Linked DNA regions of Gossypium hirsutum: all the other regions are linked to region 2. Evidence: chromatin contacts called from public Hi-C data. All regions are on one chromosome and are shown on one strand. Each heading gives the region's core, a stretch centred on a gene start, on an enhancer-like site or on the middle of the called end of the contact. The rest is flanking DNA. Distances are from core to core; before and after follow the strand shown.

Region 1 (2,700 bases), core at 197-2,696, 220 kb before region 2:
TCAAATGAATTAAAAAAGGTCAAATTATGTCATCAGTCCATGTACTTGAATGAAGTTTGAAATTTAGTCCTCGTACTTAAAAAGTTAAAAGTCAAATCATCTTACTTTTTCGATTTAAAAATCCTAATCCAATTGCTGACTACATTAGTATTTTCTGTCAAAATTTGACATCATCTATAGACCCATGCAACAACTTCAGAAGCAAATTATTATTAAGTATACCTCATAGTATGCAAATGTTTACAGAAAATACTAAAGTTGTCAACAATTTGGCTCAAATTTTCAAATTTAAGAAGTTTAGAGGATTTAATTTCTAACTTACAATAACTAACTCTCAAAATTTGCCAAAGTATTTGGACTGATGAAATGCTCTGACCATTAAAAAACAGTTTCCTGCTGCAAATGAACATGCTACGACGCAATGATACTCAAAATCAGTAGCACCGATAGAGAGAATATTCCCATGGCGATAAGCTATATCAAGACAGAATACATTATCAAATATAAGCTAAAAGACAATACCAAAAATACCATTAGCATATATTCACCATATAAGGCACTATAAGAGACTTTTTCTTTTCGAATCAACATCGCTTAACGGAAAAAATATCGTATCAAAATCATCTGTAAAATTAAAATCAAGTTTAATCTAAGCAAAGATCTTGAAATGCAAATGACAATCTCACATTTTGGTTTTCCATATTTAGGAAATAAAAATGAATAAATACTTAAAAATAACACAAACAATTGTCACAAAAATGTAGATTTAATGAGTAGATCCAATTTCAGAGCAAATACATACGTATAACTATCAAGAGAGAAAATGAATAAATAAATAGTTACCGCTGTCGCCGATTAAAAGGAGCTTGATGAGGTAGTCGTAATCAGCTCGAGCTCTTGCAGGTGGAGCAGCCATGGAAATAGAAGAAATTTATCGAAAACAAACCCTACAAAAAAGAAAAGAAAAGAAAGGAAAAGCTGAGACGTTAATAATCAACGAAAAAAAAGGTAAAAAATAAATAGAAATGAATGTTTTAAAATTGATTCGGTGAATTGAACGGAAAGCAGTACCGGATCTGGTGAAAGGAGATGAGAGGAATGAGGAGGGAAGCGCCTCTGGTACGTCAGCACCGGTCGGCCATTGAAGAAAACCTTTCTTTTAGAGAAAGAGAGAAAAAGGAAAAGAAAATTGAAAAGAAAGTATATTCAAGAAATAAGTTTTGGATTCGACTCCTAACCGTTGGATTAATATTGGGTGATGAGATATGGGTGGATCCAACGGACGGTTTTTTATTTTTTAATTCGTCAACGGACAGAAAATAGGTGATCGAAGATAACGACTAGGCTTTCTTAAAGCTGGTAGTTAAACGGCACCGATTAGTCGGAGATAGATGCGCTGGATTTTGGCATCTAACACCGAGGATGATGCAGGACTCTAATTAATGTACCTACATTTTATTTAGGGCAATGATTTTTCTCTTTAAGAATCATTATTACCATTATAAATTCAACCCATATTTTAGGGTTTATGTATGGAGAGATATTTCTAATTATATATTTTAATTTTAGTTAATCAAATGTAATTATTTTATTTGTGATTGTATGTATAATTATTTTTTTTAAATATATTAAATAAAACTAATCTAGATTTCGATTGGAATATAAACAATAGCCTAATGTTCCATTTATAATTTTAAAAGGTTGAGCATAATATTTTATTTGCCTGCTTTATAGGAAGTCACCAACAGAAGCCAAATACATAAAAACTGCTAATTAACTTGCTCTTATATTAACCCTACTCATCCACTTAGATGCGTAATTTTATGTGCATATCTTTTATACGTAATTTTATCTGCTGGTGCTTAAAGGATATTTATTACACACAGTGGCAGGCCAGTATAAAAAAAAATTTCCATTTAGATTTTCTTATAATTTATAAAATTTTAAATTAATAATAGCACTCTTCAAAAATATAAAAAAATTAATTTAATCTTCTAAAAATTATAAAGATATAATTTATAATATATAAAATTTTAAATTAATAATAATAAAATTGTACTTTAAACTCTTTAAAAATATTAAAAAATTAATTTAATATTTTAAAAATTATAAATATATAAATTATTAAAATAATAAAATTATATTTGTACAATTTAATTTGGACTCCTAAAAGAATTTTTAGTTCCCACACTTGATTACACATGGTTGGAAGTTTGTAATAAAAATAAGATGCGAAGTGATAAATAAAAAGTATAATAATAATGTTGGTGGCAGGCTACCAGAAATAGTATAACTGAACCGAGGATAGTGAAGAATATATGGTTAGTGGTGGGTATGGTAAATAAATATAATGGACAGGAATATGAAGTCAGTATAGGCATGAGGAAGTATTATATGTAGAAAATCCAATCCACCGGTAGGGGTTGAATACTATGACTCAAATTATTTAAAATGTAAAACAATTTTATTTGTTAATCAAATCGAAAAGAAATTTTAAAAATATTTTGACTAATTCGGTCGGTTAATCGAAATTTATATGTTTTTGTCTTTTGATTAAAAATATATAAAACATATAAAAAAATTTATTACTAATATCTATTTTATTTTTTTTAATTGTTCAAAAAATATATTATATACAATATATATTATTTATTTTGATTAATATAAAAGATAATAGTTCAATAAATACATTGCTAATAT
Region 2 (2,700 bases), core at 17-2,516:
CTAGGATTGTTTTAGTATTTCTATAAAATCCAGTCTGTTTATTCAAAAAAAATTATTTCAACTAAATTCAACCATTATCATTCCTACCAACAACTAAAAACTAAGTTTAATTCTAATCTAATTCACCAAATTTTAGGTAGTATTTAGAAAATTATCTAGTAATTGAATTTGGGTGTAATTATTTGTAATTACACATGAACGATATGTTTGGGTAACCATTGTAATTAGTGGATCCCATTGAATTGGGTGTAATTGGAGCTCCAATTACACTTTTCAATTCTTAGGGAGAGAATGAGAATGAGATTAATTACCTAGATAATTATATCCAAATTCAATTATCCTATGACTTTCTAAACACTTATACATGATTTAACTTTAAGAAATTATTTTTTATACAAGTTTAAGTTATAAAAATTATATTATAAGTATGAACATGTATAAGTGTTTAGGATGGTTATGACAAAAAATTTCTAAAATTGTATTATAAACATTAAAAGTTTATATGATAAAAATAATTCATGTTCATTTTATAAAATTATAATAAAAAATATATTATTTAAATCCTAAAACATTTCTAAAGTTATGACAAAAAAAGTATATTGTAAAACATGTTATAAAAGTGTTATAAAAAGTGTTACAATATATATATTTACATGTTTATTTTTTTATTATTTTTATTAGTAAGTGTATTATCGACTATTTTATTAGACTAATATAATACATATGATTATTTAATTTTATTTTTTGTTACTCATTTAATGAAAAAAACTATTCTATTAATAGTTTTTATAATAATTAATATTATTTTTAATATATTTAATTGTATATTACAAATTGTACAACCAAACGTGATATAAAAAATTATGATGTAACTATACTCTGTTAGCCAAATTTATTTAGAGAATTACAATTCTTTATAATTACATTATAATATAATTATTACTGCACTTTTTGTAGAAATAGAATTCAGGTGAAACTGCAAGCAACATATCCAAATTTAAACTTCTAAATAAGAATTAGGCAATCATACTCTTTTTTTTTTTTTATTAAGCTGGGTTTTCAAATAAAACTAAGAGTTGAGTGAAATAACGATAATCAACTCTGCCTTCTTTCTTTTATCTTCCCCACAAGATGGGCCAAAACTTGCCATTGGCGGATTAATGCTGAGAGACTGAAATGGGTTTTCTTTTTATTGTTGGGCCAGACACTAAAATGCTAAACTCCGATAAAACGACGTCGCTCTTGTTTCCTCTCTCTGTCTGTCCGTCTTTCCGGTTTTAAAGGATTACTTTGTCAGACCGACGCACCTGAAGCATGGAATGACCCTAAATATCTCTAATCTTTCCCACACTTAGTCGCTCGTTGCTTTGCTGAATGCTAAGCTGAATCTCTCTCTTCCTTAGCACAAAACATATATAATTCAAGGGGAAAAAGAAAACACACATGTCTTCCTCTACATGTTTCAAATGCTACCCTTGGTCTTACTCTCCTTTCCCTTTCTTCCAAAAACCCACTTCACCTTTCTCCTCCATCTCCTTCTCATCTACTCAACCAAACCAAACCCAATTCCCTCTCTCCCACGACTTCACTCCAACTCAACTCCTCCACACCCTCCGCCGCCAAAACGACGAGTCCTCTGCTCTTCGCTTATTCGATTGGGCCTCTAAGCAACCCAATTTCACCCCCAACTTATCCATCTACGAGGAACTCCTCACCAAGCTTGGAAAACTCGGCTCCTTCGATTCCATAAAGCTTATTTTACAACAAGTGAAGCACTCCGGTTGTGAGCTTCGTACAGGTACTTTCTTAATTCTTATCGAAAGTTATGCCGAGTTCGGTTTGTACGATGAAATTCTCCATGTTGTTGAGCTGATGGAAGGTGAGTTCGGGTTAAAAGCCGACACCCATTTTTATAATTTCTTGTTGAATGTTCTGGTGGATGGGAACAAGTTAAAGTTGGTAGAAATTGCTCATGATGGGATGGTTAGTAGAGGGATTAAGCCTGATGTTTCTACTTTCAACATATTGATTAAGGCTTTGTGTAGTGCGCATCAAATTAGGCCGGCCATTTTGATGATGGAAGAAATGCCTAGTTATGGTTTAGCCCCTGATGAGAAAACGTTTACCACCATAATTCAAGGGTTTATTGATGAAGGTAATATGGATGGCGCTTTGAGGTTTAGGGGACAAATGGTGGAGGCTGGTTGTCCGATTACTAATGTGACCGTGAATGTTTTAGTACACGGGTTTTGTAAGGAAGGTAGGGTTGAGGAAGCCTTGGATTTTATACAAGAGATGTCGGAGAATGACGGGTTTTACCCAGATCAGTTCACCTTCAATACGTTGGTGAATGGTTTGTGTAAGGCAGGTTTTGTTGAACATGCTTTGGAAATCATGGATGTGATGCTTCGAGAAGGGTTTGATCCAGATGTATTCACATACAACTCTTTAATTTCGGGATTGTGTAAAATTGGTGAGATTGAGGAGGCAGTGGAGGTTTTAGACCAAATGGTTTCGAGGGATTGTTCACCTAACACTGTTACTTATAATACTTTGATTAGCACCCTTTGTAAGGAGAACCAAATTGAAGAGGCCACTGAGCTTGCACGTGTACTTACAAGTAAGGGGATTTTACCTGATGTTTGCACATTTAATTCTTTGATACAAGGTCTGTGCCTGACGAGAAATCATACTCTTGCT
Region 3 (2,700 bases), core at 146-2,645, 140 kb before region 2:
AGGAGTTCCCAGAAACACTTCAGTAAATAGCAAAGAGGCTTTGAACCCGGAAATAAACTGAAGCACATGAGGGAACTCTAGTGGGCACCTAGTATACCCTTTCCCTTATTTCTTGTTTGTTAAAGTAAATGCCAGCTCTAGTTATTTATACAGGGTTCAAAGACAAGATCCTGGGTTAAATGGAAAGGTGAAAATGAAAGGACAAAAGGAGCTTTACTTTCTGTTCATACGCATTTACAAAATCTCACTTTCAATAACTTGCGTGAGAATACACATCTGACCCACATAATATCAGAGACAAACCCAATGTCAGAGCTTTCCTGCCACGAATGCTGCTCGTTCTTCATCTCACCCACATTTCTGACTCAGATGAACATTATATACATGAAAATTTCCCTTTCCAACGCTACCATAAAAGCAACAATAAAACATAAACAAAAAGTAATCCTGAATGTTATTTCAGTGTATGCTAGATTCTAATGTCGACTAAAGGCCCTTAACCAACAATTGCATTTCAAGGACTCCTCAGGGTTGCTAAAACCGCAAAAGATGATTCCGAAATTTGGAACCTTGACTGGGAAGGTCCAAAGGCACAGTCTCATAATGCCACAACACTATAGATACTTCTATTTCAATCCCTTATTCATCTACCATTAAAGTAACTGCAATCATTCATACAAATGGCAAGGCACGTGCTAAATTATTAGTGGAAAGACTAAATAAGTAAAGAAACAAAAAACCCAAACTTTTAGCTCATCCTCTATTAGAAATGGTAGTTTGTAATAATAATAGGGTTATGCCTGTAAACCTTGATTAGCCCCAACAGATGCATGCTTTATGTTTAATTCAATAGAAAAGGGGATACATTCTCTAATTTTCGCTCCTCAGCATTCTCTTTGCATCTTATTAAGGCATTTATTTTGGATTACTAAATTACTTTTCCCCTAATTTTACAAGAGGCTTTCCATTTTTCATGCAATTTTCTTTTACTTCTTCATTAACCCAATCAAAATCTCAATTTTTTAAATTTGAAATAAACAATAAGGAAATGAAAGTGTCAACCAAGGACTCACCAATAAATAAACAAAGGAAATGAGAAAGTACCGCTAATGAAGAGCTTGGGGGAAGTGAGAGTCGAATTCAGACGAATCGCAGCGAACCGAGAAGAAAGAGTGGAAGGCACGGTGAAGACGCGGCGGAGCCTGGAAGCCAAAGCCATCGGAACGGAGACGATAGAGCCGACGGCCGTTGAAAAAAAAGGAGCCAAACTAAGTTAGGTTAGGGTTTAAGGGTTTATATAGGAGGAGTTTAAAATGTTGAAAGAAGGGTAAACCCCCCGCAAAGACGTGACGGTTTTCCAAGTTTGGAGTAATAATAAACTAATTTTATTTCTAACATTTTTATAATATAGAGGAAATAAAACAATTATATATAATAAAATTCTTTAAGGATAAACATTCTTCCAATGACTAAATAACATAAATACTTTATAACTAATTTATACTTTATAAATTAGGATAAATATTATTGCAATGACAAATTTTCACTTTTTTGTTTTGCTTAAAATGAATGATTATATATTTTAATATTAAAATAAATTCTTTATAAATAACAAAACAATTGGAAATTTCAAAATAAAATTATCTTTTAACTTTAATTAGATAAAATTATCTTTCTTTCATCTTTTTAGGCCTTATTTGACAATTTTATTTTTTTTTCAATTACACATAAACTCTCAATTAACATATTTATCTAAAAAATAATTTGTAAAATCTATAATTATAAATATTTATTAAAAATATAATTAAACTTTAAATTAATTTAAGAATATAATAAAATGTTTTAAAGTTTAAACAACAATAATAATAGAAAAAAGAATACAATACATAATAAGTAAAAAAGGATGAACACTTAAATTCTTGAAAGTTTTCACAAAAATAATAAATAAATAATGAATTCGTGAGAGATTGACACTGAAATTGGATTTAAGTTATTTTTTATTCAATTATAAAATATATAAAATGATAAAGAATTTAGAAATAATAAGTTTTGTTTTGAGTTTTAAATGAGTTTATATATTAGACTTATATGTAAAAAAAATATTGAACCTTTTTTTGAAAATTTTAAATCATTTTTATTTTTAAACTTTTCGGTGTCTAATGAAATAAACCGAAACCAAACTAAATTGATGCGATCCGATAACATCATTTAACTAAAACCAAACTGAACTATAAAAATTCGAACCAAACTAAATTACTGGTTGAACTTGATTTCTCGATTTAAAATTATTTTTTTACTCAGCCCTAAATTGAACATTCAATTTCAATCGGCTAGATAGAAACGTGAACAAATGAAATATACAATTAATTGTATAAGCTTATAAGCGTACGATTAATTTGATAATTCATTAAATTAAGTTTTTACTTAAACGAAATGAAATCACGTGTATTTAATTATGAGCGTAATCCAATAAATTATATAATTATTAATTCAATTAAATTCAACTTTGCATAAATATAATGAATGAATTATATTAATCTTAATCATGCAACCAACTTAACCGAATGGATTGTATAATTAATAATGTAACTGTTTTTTAGTTGAATCCAACTATGTATAAATGTAACATAAATGAGTTATACTATTAATCATACAATCATAATTTGTACATTTAATGATCCAATCAAATTGTTTACGTAC

What was found. Hi-C and Micro-C count contacts between places; a contact is called where the count stands out from the background.
Region 1: a Hi-C map of leaf shows a contact between it and region 2, with 2.2 times the contacts expected there. The contact joins the promoter of LOC107899284 here to the promoter of LOC107899292 in region 2. A contact is called at or near these places in 9 of 34 Hi-C or Micro-C datasets (callus, hypocotyl, leaf and 1 more).
Region 3: a Hi-C map of leaf shows a contact between it and region 2, with 2.5 times the contacts expected there. The contact joins the promoter of LOC107899291 here to the promoter of LOC107899292 in region 2. A contact is called at or near these places in 12 of 34 Hi-C or Micro-C datasets (anther, callus, hypocotyl and 3 more).

The regions. Positions count from the first base shown.
Region 1 is chrD04:44,049,329-44,052,028 of Gossypium_hirsutum_v2.1, forward strand. It overlaps LOC107899284 (ras-related protein RABE1a), which reads right to left and starts at 1,447. Exons shown (of 9, transcript XM_041091217.1): 1 at 1,072-1,447; 2 at 844-947. The coding sequence starts at 916.
Region 2 is chrD04:44,264,881-44,267,580 of Gossypium_hirsutum_v2.1, forward strand. It overlaps LOC107899292 (pentatricopeptide repeat-containing protein At3g53700, chloroplastic), which reads left to right and starts at 1,267. Exons shown (of 1, transcript XM_016824960.2): 1 at 1,267-2,700. The coding sequence starts at 1,444.
Region 3 is chrD04:44,127,183-44,129,882 of Gossypium_hirsutum_v2.1, forward strand. It overlaps LOC107899291 (organelle RRM domain-containing protein 2, mitochondrial), which reads right to left and starts at 1,396. Exons shown (of 2, transcript XR_005912050.1): 1 at 1,074-1,396.